Regions from separate parts of the Mus musculus genome. Here region 1 is linked to region 2. Evidence: chromatin contacts called from public Hi-C data. All regions are on one chromosome and are shown on one strand. Each heading gives the region's core, a stretch centred on a gene start, on an enhancer-like site or on the middle of the called end of the contact. The rest is flanking DNA. Distances are from core to core; before and after follow the strand shown. Region 1 overlaps Hivep3 (human immunodeficiency virus type I enhancer binding protein 3). Region 2 overlaps Hivep3 (human immunodeficiency virus type I enhancer binding protein 3).

The links. A called contact is a pair of places that touch in the nucleus more often than the background predicts.
Region 1: a contact with region 2 is called in a Hi-C map of bone marrow-derived macrophages, with 43 read pairs. The contact joins two enhancer-like sites. A contact is called at or near these places in 1 of 15 datasets of contacts at CTCF or cohesin (CD8 T cells), 9 of 484 Hi-C or Micro-C datasets (the AML12 cell line, the MC3T3-E1 cell line, bone marrow-derived macrophages and 5 more), 5 of 115 datasets of contacts at active chromatin or transcription factors (cardiomyocytes, double positive thymocytes, embryonic stem cells and 2 more) and 4 of 9 other capture datasets (adipose tissue, embryonic stem cells, liver and 1 more).

The regions. Positions count from the first base shown.
Region 1 is chr4:120,085,142-120,092,017 of GRCm38.p6, forward strand. All of the region lies in intron 3 of Hivep3 (human immunodeficiency virus type I enhancer binding protein 3), which reads left to right. Among named protein-coding and RNA genes, the nearest start is that of Gm36215, 14 kb to the left of the region's middle. Within about 2 kb of position 2,795, at least 5 of the 459 cell types and tissues checked have an H3K27ac peak or open chromatin away from gene starts, as enhancers often do. A contact at or near this core is called in bone marrow-derived macrophages and microglia, where this site is marked.
Region 2 is chr4:119,963,755-119,970,184 of GRCm38.p6, forward strand. The region is part of intron 1 of Hivep3 (human immunodeficiency virus type I enhancer binding protein 3); the gene reads left to right. Among named protein-coding and RNA genes, the nearest start is that of Gm38632, 66 kb to the right of the region's middle. Within about 2 kb of position 2,712, at least 110 of the 459 cell types and tissues checked have an H3K27ac peak or open chromatin away from gene starts, as enhancers often do. A contact at or near this core is called in bone marrow-derived macrophages and microglia, where this site is marked.

The sequences.
Region 1 (6,876 bases), core at 1,545-4,044, 120 kb after region 2:
GTAATCCCCACCAGCTCTCGATTACGGGTGCAAAGTTCATGCCTTTTTAAAGCTTGAGGCATAACATACACAAAATTATAAATACACAAGCATAAGCCTTATAATAGTTGTTGTATGTGTGTATGTATATATGTGTGTTATGTAATAAATATTTAACTACATCAAAGTGTAGAGCATTTGTCAGCCCAGAAAGCTACTTCCCAACAAAGAGAGAGAGAGAGAGAGAGAGAGAGAGAGAGAGAGAGAGAGAGAGAGAGAGAGAGAGAACTGATCTGCTTTGTAAGGACATAAAACAGTCTTTATCTACATTCAATATATGTAGATGCTGGTAGTCGATTGTTTATAAGTTCCCTCACTTGCTACTGTATCCGGAAGACCTAGGTTATTTTTTATGTTATGTTATTTATTTATTATACAGGGTTCTGCCTATATGTATGTCTGCACACCAGAAGAAGGCAACAGATCTAATTATAGATGATTATGAGCCACCATGTGTTTCTGGGGATTGAACTTGTGACCTCTGGAAGAGCAGCCAATGTTCTTAACCTCTGAGCTATCTCTACAGGCCCTGAGACCTAGGTTTTTAATCCTATACCACTGCTTTGTTCTTTTCTATTACTATGTAATAATTACAGTGTGAATACCAACATTTATTTATCCATTTGATTTACTATTGCCATTTAGATTGTCCCCATGTTTTTGCTGAAGAAAATTGCTTTATTTTTGTTATTATTTTTAGTATACAAATACATATATTTTGGTAGAATATATCCCCAGGAATGGAAATTCTGATTCAGAGGTAGGTGTGCTTAGCATTAGCTTTTGCCAACCAAGTAGTAAACAAAGTGTTTGTTCTCCTGGCCTAGAGACTGGCCATCCTTAGTGCCAGTTTGGTTGTTTCATGTTAGGGCTTCTAGTAGTTAGGTGGTTGGTTTACTGTGTAGTTCCCAACTGAGTTTGTTGGTTTTCTCTTCACATGCGTTAATGCTCTGCTTTCAATCATGGATCCAATATGAATTTGGGAGAAATAGAAACAAATGACAGTACTATAAGCTATATAGACTTCACCGATACACAGTGTTCCACCTCAGCTAGACAAGATAGAGCTCAAGGTACTAGTATTCTCCCTGAGATAGTGTTTGCCAGAGATAGACCTCACAGATACAGTGTTTTACTGCAGACAGACTGGAGAGACATCACAGATACACGGGGGTTTTACCTTAGGCAGACCAGATAGACTTCATAGATACACAGTATTCAATCTCAGGTAGACAAGTCCTAATAGATTCAAAGTATTCTACTTCAGGTAGACCAGATAGTCTAGATAGATGCACTGTGTTCTACCTTGAGGACTGGTGAGAGGGCTTAACAGGTAAAGATGCTTGCTGCCCTAGCCTAGAAACGTGAGTTCTATCCTTAGAACCCATATAAAAGTGGAGAAGAGGACTGGCTACATAAGGTTGCTCCCCCAACATCTACCATACATGCATAATGGCATGCACTCATCATGCACTGATTATTATTACATATGATAAATTTAGTAAGCGCTCAATATACAAAATCATAGAAATAAGTTACTTGTCTATACACTGGCAATGATCTATCTTAAAAGTAAGGTAGGAAAACAATATCATTTGCAGTGGTACACAAAACAATAATATAGTTAGGAATAAACTTAACCAAGGAAAGGAAAGAGTTATATACCAAAACCAAAAAAATTCTCATTAAGAAAAATTGAAGACCCAAATGTAAAGGCATCTTGCATCTCATGTTCATGAACTAGAAGAATTAATGTTGTTTAATTTCCATACTGTCCTAAGAAATCTACAGATTTGGTGTATAAACATACTAACATGCTCTTTACAGGAATAGATAAAACCCAATTTTATATATATATGAAAATCCCTATGAAAAACTAAATCCTGAAGAAAAATAAGAAAGCTGGAAACAATGCACCTCTTGGTTGCAAATTATGTTACAAAGATACAGTAATCAAAGCAGTACAGTATTAGGCATATAGACCAGTGAAACAGAATAGAGATCTCAAAATAAACCCATACATCTATGGCCACCCATCTTTTGCCAAGAATACACAATGATGTATTCATATCCACATATGGAGAAATGAGACTGAAGCTTTACCTTATATCACACCTACAAAAATCAACTCAAAGTGGATTAAGGACTTAAATGTAAAACCTAGAATTGGATCTCACCGTCACACAGGAGAAAAACTTCATGGCACAATCAGATTGGCTGTTGAGTTGAGCTCCTTCCTGATCCTATTAAAAGCATTGCTGTTTGGGGGTGGGGGTGGGGCTCGGGAGATGACCCGATGGGTGATGTGATTGTTGCACGGGCATGAGGACCTCAGTTTGGGTTTTCAGCTCCCACATAAAGAGCTAGAACAGGAGGTGTGCGCCTGTAATTGCAGTGCCAGGGAGGCGGAGCTAGGGGTGGGGGGAGGGAGAGGCATGATCTCCCATTTGAACTCAGAGCTTGCATATTGGGCTAGTCTCGCCAGCCTGTCCTGGGGGGGGGGGGGTCTCCCGTTTCCACCTCCTGAGGTCTGGGGTTACAGCCAGCCTGCCTGACATTTACGTGGGTGCTTTACCTGCTGAGCCATTTCCACACTCTTCCTTTCTTTCTTGATAGAAGCTATCCTAACTAACGTGGGTGAGAGGGGATTGGATTCTGGGCTTGAGTTCCTTTTCTCTAATAATCAGACCTGCTGGACATCTTTCCCTGTGCTTATTGGTTATTTGAAGAACTTCAGAGACGTCTGCTGGAGTCCTGTGGTCATTTTAAAAGCAGAAGTCCTTGCTTTTGTTGTTGCTGATTCGTAGGCATTCTTTACTGCATGGAACTTACTCTGTCAGAGCTATAACTACAGCTATGTCCTCTCAGTCTGCAGGCTTTTCACCCTCTTCTGATTTGACCATTGACGTGTAGGGGTCACTGATCTCAATGCTGTCCAGTTTAATCTTTTTGACTTTTTTGCTTTGTGTTATATTTAAAATATCATTACTAGTTCCAACATCACAAGGCTTTTCCTGTATGTTTTCTTCTAAGGGTTTTATAGTTTTGGCTTTGTGTTGAGGTCTTGTTTCCAATTTGAGTTGACTTAGGCCGTTTTCAGTTGGACTGGCCCTGTATGAGGAGTTCCGTGGAACATTTGAGATGGAGCAGATAAATAAAACATGTTGCAGAGTGGTCATGACTGCATGCCACTGCAAGGACAGTAATGTCCACCTGCCACACAGGCATGAAGAGAGAGACTGTAGGCAGTGCCCTTGTTCACTGTGGGCATAGTCAACAACAGTGATCTGCCCTTCTAGTATACTTATAGGATGTGTGTGCTTCTATGCCTGTGCGCCCACTCACATGCCTGTGTGTATATGTATGCCTGTGTATGTGTGTGTGTGTGTGTGTGTGTGTGTGTGTGTGTGTGTGTGTGTGATGTTGTAGTGTGTTCTTTCCTTAATTAAAAAATTATCTATCTACTGTGTGTATATGAGTGAGCACATGTGTACCATGGACAATTTGTGAAACTTGGTTCTCTCCTTCTGCCGTGTAGATTCCAGAAATTGACCTCAGGTGATCTGGCTTGGCACCAAGTACCCCTACCCACTGAGCCATCTTGCCACTGGCCCTGTTGTCCCATGTCCTATATATGTCCCTTCATGGTAGACAGAAGAACCCTAACTACTTAGGCAGCTTTTTGTACCAATGTCACTTAAACAAAATGTGGTCAAAAGACAGCTGGAGACCTACTGGGCGCTGACAAGCATACAGGCTGCTGTAGAATCCAGATCTGTTCCAGGCAGTGATCCTGGCAGAGCACAGTAGCCAGAAGATACGAGTCTGACCCGGTCTCCTGACAGGTTCTAGTCTTCCCCAGGGTGTCCTCAGTAGCACTTCCTGGCCCATTGAAGATAAGTAGGTCGGCTTAAGTTCACAAGTGCCCACTGAGTTCTCTCGGTGTCCAGACATGGCTTTGGATGCTTCTAGGGAAGGCAGATAAAAATAAATGACAAGGCAGGAGGGCAGCATGCTAACTAGGTGGATAACAATGGGCAACCCAGTGGATGAATTAGCCCCAAGCATCTGGGCTCTGCTGGGCCCCTGCTGATATGAGCTGCGACCCCAATGCTGGCTCATTTTCAGCATCACTGGAGCAAGACATCAGCATGGCAGACACTTTTCCAGGTAAAATAAAACACACAGAAGTTCTTAACAAGGCCAGCCCTCATGGCGGGAAGAAAGGCTGCTGGGAGTGGTATGCTTTGCCCTCAGAGTTAGAGCTTGAGTCCTGTCTGCAAGGCTGTGTGGCCCGGGCCCTGCAGGGTCTCCATTGCAGAAGGCACCTGGTAGCCCTGACTCAGCTGTAGGCTCGGCTCCTTGGCAGCTTTGTGATTTTATACCTCGGTTTCCTAATATGTAAGACAGGCATGATAAAGGCGGGTGGTGGCGGAGTTGTTGTAAGGAACAAATGGGTTGATTTATTTAAATCCCCTCAGGACAGTCCTGACATGAGCGGGAATTTTAGGGCCCAGTCCAGACTCAGAACCTGAGCATATGCCATCGCTGCCTCTTGTCACTGTGCCAGTGCCCCAGGGTGACGTAAGCAGGACAGCAAGTTCTAGCTTTCTACCTGCTCCATAAAGGCTGGGGATCTTGTTTCTGATTTCTGCATGTCAACACCAGAGACGTCCATGTCAACCTCTCTGGTAATAATAGTGTCACCTTGGTTCCTGGGTCTAACAGGAAGACAGTTCCCAACCAGACACAACTCACTTCCTTCTATACAAACAGTATACAAACTTAAGTGACTTAAAGAACGAGAGCTTTGACCTACTGGTTGAGAAGCATTCTGAGTTTGAACCCAGGACTGACTCCCACAATCTTTCCTAGGCCCCCCACATTCACAGATGACATGCATGCCCACATGTATATACACAGATACACACACAGTGTTGCATTAGGGAGTGTGAGGGGGCATCACCCGAGAAACCTGGACCAGGCCCCCCCAGCACACCTAGGTGATAAGACTCCCTCTTTCCTGGGGTCAGTGACCACAGCTCTGTGACGGCACATGTGAGATACCACTGAGCACTCACAGTTGGGTCTGAGGTGGGATGCAGGAACTCATCCGGAACCTACCCCAGGGCAGCATGAAGCCCCCTTCCTTGACACTCTGGGTACCAGATTCCCAGATCTCGACATCCTGTGTCCACATTCAACCTCTTAAGCTCTCTTTGCACATGCGCCTGCCTCTAAACCACTTCCCTTCTTCCAGATCCAACTCAACGGTGTCCCATCATTTAAGGCCTCGCTGAAGCTCTTCTTCCTCCAGGCAGCCTGTACGGTTCATTGCCTTTGCAATAGCAGAATGTGAAGGCAAAGTAGGAAGGCAGGAGAAGCCGAGAGGCTGGGACCCGCTTATGATAGAGCTAAACACCATTGGCTCAGACTCTGCAAAGGGGAGCTACAGAGAGGTCCTGAAAAGAGAGACACACCCTAGCTTGGTGTAGCTAATCACCAAAGGTTCTCTCTTCCACAGTGAGCAGTGGGGTGGTGGTTTTGGAGAGGAACAACTGGGGGAGGGGAGGACATAAGTCTTAAGAGAATGAGGTGGTACAAACAGGTTGCATGCTAAATACAAGTATAGCCATGAAACTTAGGATCATAGAGGAAGAGACTGGTAGATAACCCACTATGGAGAATTTGCATTGGCCAGTAAGGAAAACTCCTTGGCTAATAACTTTGTGCAGATACCCTAAGCCTCACTGAAGATCAAGATATAAGATGACACTCTGGTGGATATAAGACAGCCAGTTTCTATGCCTGGCGCCTGTGAATAGACTGCCTTTCATGGCAAGAGGGACTTTGTGGCTAGCCTGAGAAGGGTCTATTATGGGTTATCCAGGCAGAAGCAAGAGAAAGGAAAGACAGGCATTACTGTGAAGTGATTCCATTGGAGCCAATGTGGCTTTGAAGACATAAGGAGCCACAAGCCAAGGGGTGCAGGCAGCCTCTGGGAGCCGGAAAAGACTCAAGAGATTAGTGACCCACCCCAGTGGGGTTAGTGCCTAGCTGCTCAAAGGGACCAGTAACTGCTGCTTCGCCAAAGAGTTGCGATTTGCTGCTGGAGCAGATTCTGGTTCCTGCCCATTCATTGTCCCTTAGGCAGTTCTTCATCCATCAGATGGGAAGTCATCCTGCACCATGTTCCTCCCTGAGAAAACTGGCAAGCGGAAGCCAAGTGCCTGTCCTGTTAGCCATGACCTAGATGTTGGCCGGGGCTAGGGCAAAGGAACCTGGGAAAGAACAGGCTGTAGCTAGGTGGCTGTAGATCAATCAAAGTTGGAGTTTTCTATACTAAGAAGGGCAAATGGCTTCTGGGAGGGATCCAGCTGTGTTTTCATTCCCAACCAGGGACCACCCTTGCTTGGCCTTGACCTCATTCTGATCCAACTTCCTTCTGTGGCACTTTCTGACTGCCTCACCCAGAAGCTCCAGGCCAATATCCTCATACCTGTCCTGCCTCACTTTTACTTTCCTTCATAAGTGAGGACTCCACACACACACACACACACACACACACACACGCGCGCGCGCGCGCGCGCGCGACTGTGAACAACTCTGGAGGTGGCTGATAATCTGGTGTATCACGAAGTGAGAATATTTGCTGTTCATATCCTGTCTGGCCTGTGGTCTTGATTCTTGGATCCCTAGCTATTGAAAGTGGCAAGGTTCACTTTCTTGGCAATTTGAAATAACTATGTTTTATTGACAGTAAATCTTGTGACCACACTTTGGTATACTCGGTGTGCATGTTTGTGTGTGTGTGTGTGTGTGTGTGTGTGTGTGTGT
Region 2 (6,430 bases), core at 1,462-3,961:
GATGGGGAGCATACATCAAATGATATGCAATCTAGGGAAAACCTATGCCTTGTAGGGAACCCCTGGCTCAACTTGGAATCACTGTTAACACAGAACTCACTTCCAGGAGACAGGCACGTGGACGGGAAGAGAGGCAGTGTTGGATGGTCAGACATGGGTTGGGGGCAGCTCTCTTTATCTCTACGTTCAGCCAGTGTAGGAAGAGTCACTAGCCACTGTGCTATGTGTCTGAGTCAATGGTGGGGTATATGGAGGCTTAGAAGTTTCTCATGGCCTGTGTGTAGTGGCTATTAAATGTTGAGTAGATGGGTGGATGGACAGATTAGTAGATGGATGAGTGAATGGATGGATGGATGGTTGAATAATGATTGGAAGGAGGAAGGAAAGATGGAAGGATGGACAGATGGATAAGAGGAAGGAAAAAAGCAAGAGGGAAAGGAAAGAAGGAAGGAAGGAAGGAAGGAAGAAGGAAGGAAGGAAGGAAGGAAGGAAGGAAGGAAGGAAGGAAGGAAGGAAGGAAAGAAAGAAAGAAAGAAAGAAAGAAAGAAAGAAAGAAAGAAAGAAAGACAGAAAGACAGAAAGACAGAAAGGAGAAAAAGACAAACAAACAAGTAGATGAACTGACAGATAAGATTTGGTGATTATCCACTTGAAGCAGAGTATATTCCAGGTCCAAACTCTAATGCTCTATCATAAGGGTAAATCCAGGTCAAATCTAGAACATGGAAGCATTTCTTGGCATTTTTCTTGGCCAACCAACATGAAGAAATGCCTTGGTCCTTGGTCTTCTTAGTATACTGTAGACAGCTGAAGGGCAAAGCAGAGATGTGCTGAGCACCCACTATGTGCCCGGCATCCTTTAGTTTGCAGTGTAGGCCGGCATGGGATGAAGCAGGAGCTACAACCTTAAATAAAAGGATAGCCAGTTCACATCGTCACGACTGAACTGAAACCCAGGCCACGGCTGCCAATTTCTGTAGCCCTAGGTTTCCCAGCAGCCATCGGGAAAGCAAGACAAGTAGGGAGGCATTTCTTCATGTCCTTGTGACCTAGCCTGTGACTCGCCTGTGTTTTGGGTTCTCTCTGTGCACTCTGTGGGCCTTCAAGAGACCCCAGGCCAAGGCAATGGGCTAGTGAGTAAAGAGAAAGATGCTGGGGCTATTTCCACAGTGAGACCTGCAAGGGCATCTTAGTCAGATACAGGACCCATTAGTCACTGACTCGGGTGGGTGGGAGTGTGGAATGGGTCAGGCTGTGGGAGGGAGCCAATACCAGCCCCATGGAAAAACAACTCAGGACCCAAAGCTGGTGGGTGGATGCCCGGGTGGGGATGGGCAGGTTCCTCCTCCCCAGCACCTGTTCTGTCTGACATGATGCTGAGGGAGACGAGGGGAAGATAGGAAGATGCCAGGGACACAGAAGAGGGGAAGGGGCGGGCGGTATGCCTTCCTTCCTTCTCTGTAAACAAGCAGAGCTGCCTCCTGACCACACTTCCTCCCCCATCCTAGCTGTGCTGTGTGATATTCAGCAAGGGTCTCCCTTCTCTGAGCCTTCCCTTTGGCCTCAGTGTTTTGTCTTAAAAGTCACGAGAAATACCAGTGAATGTGTTTGTCACTAGGCTGCTCTCTGCCTCCCTGGTTAAAGTTGGCCCTGCTCCCTTGTGCTTTCAGAGGCCAGCTATGCTCCTGGCCACCCAGAACAGGGCAGAGGAGAAAATCCAGAGCAGGGACCATAAGTCATGGAGACAATGGTCTTCTAGAAGCCCCAGAGGGGGCAGCGTCATGGGCTAGGAGACCAGAGCCCACCCAAGGTCTTGGACTCAGGAAATTGCTCACATGTTACCTTTACATTTGCCACTACATTTTGTCAAATTGTGTGTTGGGGCTTCCCAAGAGTTCCCATGTTAGTTGTCAGAATCAGGATGAATGTGAGACCTTACCAGGGCTTAGATTGTGGAAAGGGGGATTATTAGACCAAGTGACCCCGCGGGATACACGCTCAGAGTGACTCTTCTGCACGATGGCTTCCACTTTCTGCGACATTCTTTCATAGGCTTATCTTAGCAAGCTTGCAGGGAAGCGGACTGTGCCACTCCAGAAATGCTTTAAACCTTTCAGTGTCTCTCTCCACCCCGCCCCCACCCCAGCCCCTCCAGGTTTGCAGTGTGTGTGTCTGTGTGTCAAAGTAGAAGAGCTACAGAAGAGCTGTGGATGCTCAGGGTGGCCCTCATCACCCTCAGCCGACTGTGCAGTACACTGCTCTTGGCATGGCCTCAGAGATGGAATAGTCAGAGAAAAGAAGGTAGTAGGATCAGGAGCCTGGGAGCGTGGTGGGTGGCAGCCCTGTCACCAGTACTCCTGCTGCTGGCCAGCCGTGTGGCTCTGCGCACTAAGGATGAGAAAGGGGAGCCCATCACTTCAGAATTGGAGCCGCTGCCACTTCTAACTGCGCGATTTTAGGCAAGTGTCTTCAATTCCCTGCTCTGATTTGCTCATCTCTAAATTGGGAATAGACAGCTTCCTGTTTATAACATGGTGGTGGGTAGGAAAGAGCTGGCCACGGCTGGATAGTGGGCGGCTGTGGAAACACCTCAGAAACACTGAGTTGATGTCAGATGGGAATACGTCATGGCTGCCGCTGTGCTGGGGTTGGGGAAGCTGGACTGGGCAGCCTGGAGTTGAGAGTTGACTGTCTGGTCTCTGGGAGCTGCTGTTCTCTTCCTCTGTAAAGTGAATGTGAACCCCATCTGCTTGACAGAGCTGTCTGTAACCACACAGTATAGCATTGGGAAGCTGAGGCTGAAACACATTTGGTAATACAGTGTGGGTTGGTACAGTGGCTTGAGGTGGAGGGAGGACCCGGGGAAGCCCAGCTTTCTTTCCAGGAAGGGAAAGTTCGTGGGGCAACCCTATTCCTCCAACTTGGCTGTATTTGCTTTCTGAGTCCAGAGTATACCCAGCGCTCAGTGGGCAGTCTCTAGGACAATGCAAGGTGTTACCTCACCATTGCCTATGAGTGACTGCTGAGAGAGGGCCTCCCTCTTTGAGCACACTAAGCCTGTGGCTGTCCCAGAATGGGGAAAGTCACAAACATTTGACCTCATAGCGCCTGCCTAAGTACCCTGGGCACTTCTCCCCGCAGGCTTCCCGGAGTTCCCCATTTAAGGAGTCGCTCCTTACATGCTCATGACCTCCAACTCTCTAGGGCTGTTGCAATCTGATCCGGGCTGCCCGGAAACCCCCCTGGGCTGCTGAGGCCACGCAGGGCCAGTTGTTGCAGGCTTCTTGGGCATTGCCACATTTAGGAGCATCGATTCAGGATCTATTTTCAGACGTTTTCTGTTTCCTTTACAAGAAGCAGCAGGAGGCCAAGGGAATTCAGCCTTCGAGTGGCTGTGAAATTATTCCAAATACAACATCATCTCGTGGACTGTGTATCGGGGCTCAGGTGTCATTGCACCATAGTCTGCTACAGAAGGTGGAAAGATACTGTAATCCACCCTCTTGGGAGTGGGAGAGCTCACAGTGGGGATTTTCTAGTGGTTGGCTTTTTTACTTCATTTTTAGGACAGTGATGGCACACGTGAACTGTCTGTGGTATGGCTGCCCACCCAACAGCCTTCCCTCTACTTTCCCTGAATCATTGACCCATTTTACTGATAAAGAAACTGAGGCACTGGGAGGAGAATTCACCTGAAGCAGAGCAGAAAGTGGCCAAGAAGCAGCAGGGACCCAGGGCCACCTGAACTGGGATCAGCCTGACAATTGGGTGTGTCTGTTCTGACAAGGAATCTAAGATGTGAGATAACTGGTTTGGGGACCTTTGACAAGTCACCTGGCACCTCCTTGGACTCTAGCTTCAGTCTCTGTTTTCAGGTTGGGCTGGCTCAGAACTTCTTAAACTTTTACACAGAGAAAAAGAAATAAATTTCTTTGGGCTTCTGTTTTTCCTTAAACACTCTCAGGCATAACAGAATACACAGGTACTATGGGATACAGTCCTATAATCATTAACATAATAACAATGTGTCAGGGCTTATTTTATGCACGTGGAGGCCAGAGAGCAACCTTTGGTGTCATCCCTCAGGATCCAGCCACCTTAGCTTTTGCAACAGGATCTCACTGAGGCCTGGAGATTGCTAATTAGACTAGGCTGGCTGGCCAGCGCACCCCAGGATCTGCCTGTTTCTGTCTCCCCAGCATATGCTCATCTTTTTTAAAATGGGGGTTCTAGGGATCAAACCATGCTTGCTGTGCAAGCATTTTGCCCACTGAGCTACTTCCCCAGCCCCATATATGATGGTTTGTTTTAAATGTTATTTTTTTTTCTCTCTCTCTTACATCTTCAAGTAGAGTCAATGTTCTGAGCAGATGTCCTTGAACTTCCTGGAGTGGTGCCCAGGACCCCCACGAGGACTAGAAACCCGAGAGTCAATGATTCCTGAGGACAGATCCAGCAAAACTCCCATCATGTCTGTGCAGTCTGAAGTCTTGGCCAGAGTCCAGGAAGCCCAGGCAGCAGCAGCCTGGCTCTGTCTCCAAAACCACGGAAAGCCTTCCCTGCTCCCACAGTCCCCTGCAGAGGAGGAACCTAGTCTCCTCACTGCACCCTGCCCAGGGGCAAAGGCTGGGCAAGCCAGCTGCAATCAGACTCGCTTTCCTCTGGCTGCCCAGGTCATGCCAGAGTAGAGAAGACTTGCCCTCCCAGGAGGGCAGAATTTGAACCCCAGAATTAGCAGATGTGGCCTTGATCGAGTCACATGACTGGCCAGGGCCACCCTCTGTGGAAGCCCCTTCTTCATAGAGTTCCAGGGACATGGCAGAGAGCAGAGAGTAACAGATTGGAGTCTAGGGATCTAGCATGTTAAAGATGTATACTCTATTTTAGGACTACAGAGCATCAGCAATTTCCCCCATTTTAAAAAGCCCCTTTTCTGAAGCTATCTACCCTCCCAATCTTTCCATAAGCCCGAAAAATTTCTCATGATAAGCAAGGCCACAGGGAAATGTATTGATGATCTTTATTAAGTTGTAGTTGTTATACTGGGTTTCTGGGCTGCATTCCACACTCCATCTTCTGTTTAATTAGCCATGTGACCTTGGCATGTCTTCATCTGTTAGGGTGGAGGATGTTAAGGGGGCAAATGAGCTGCTGTGAACAACTTCTGTGATGTTCCAAGATCAGTGGGACCTGGGGCCCAGAGACACAATGGGCCCTTTAGCCTAGGACTCTGGGCCCAAAGAGAAGGGTGTGTCTTGGGCCCTTTGGTAACACACAGGTGCATCTAACTCAGAGTCATAGCTGGAACAGGTCTCAGTTGAGATATGAAAGGAGGTGGGAGGGGCTTAGGGAAGGTACTGCAACAGAGGAGATGGCAGGAGATCAAGCTACGACTTGCTCAGTGCCCATGATCTCTCAGACCACCTGATGTCACCTTGTACACCTTGTATTCCACCTGGCAAAGGGGAAATCAGGCCAAGCCACGCAGCTCATGAATAGGGCCTTCCCAGTATAGGCTGATAAGATTCTAAAAGTCTATGCCACTTAAGTGGGCACCTTCACTGCTGAGCCAGGGATAAGAGCCTCAGTTCTTCCCAGCAGAGTTCATGGCTAGTATCCAAGGAAACAATGAGGTTGGACATCAGGTCTGAGAGGAGAGAGTAGCCAAGGTCAAAGGGCCTCAGCCAATCTGTGAGCCTTTGTCTATGGAGAAAGGCAGCACTTTGTCTCGGGGCTGCTCAAGAGCGCAGCATGCTCAGTCTTCTTCGACCATTGACTCAGGGGGGAAACCTGCACAGTCCTGGTCTTCACACTGCCTCTGCCTGTAGTGGACATCTGCTATAGACTGAAGCTAGAACATAACCTGGAGCTCGGCCCTCGGGCTACAGATGCATCTCAGGATACCTGTGCAGGTGACAAAAGGTCACCTGGCCAGGTGTGACCTGGTTTCTGGTTGTACACAGAGCTAGGTGAGCTGCCAAATTCTCTCCCTCTTCCTAAATCCAGGAAGCCTTGTCATCCTCGAGCTCATCTTCTCGGCTCACCACCACCACCTCCTCCCCCAGGCAGGGCCAGCTGAGCAGCACAGCCTGTCCAGGGTAGGTCTAGCCTCCCTTCTCATGGGACATCATTCACCTGCCACAGGTTTTCTCAGAGCGGAGCTCTGGGTACCACTGCAGCTCAGCTGTGTTACACAGGTCAGCCGCTATGGAGGCTCAGAGCCTGAGCTCTAGAATTGGAGTTTAGCACTCCTGAATGGCCCATGGAGGGTCTAGGTGACACTCACGTGCTCCCAGATGCTGTACTTGCTGCCTAGTGGCTCACAGAGAGGGGTCTCCTTAGAGACAGTGTCTCCTAGCACAGCAGCCTACAAATCATTTCTTCGAGCTGTCACTGTGACAGTGAGGCTAAGTTGGTTCTGATTCAGTGT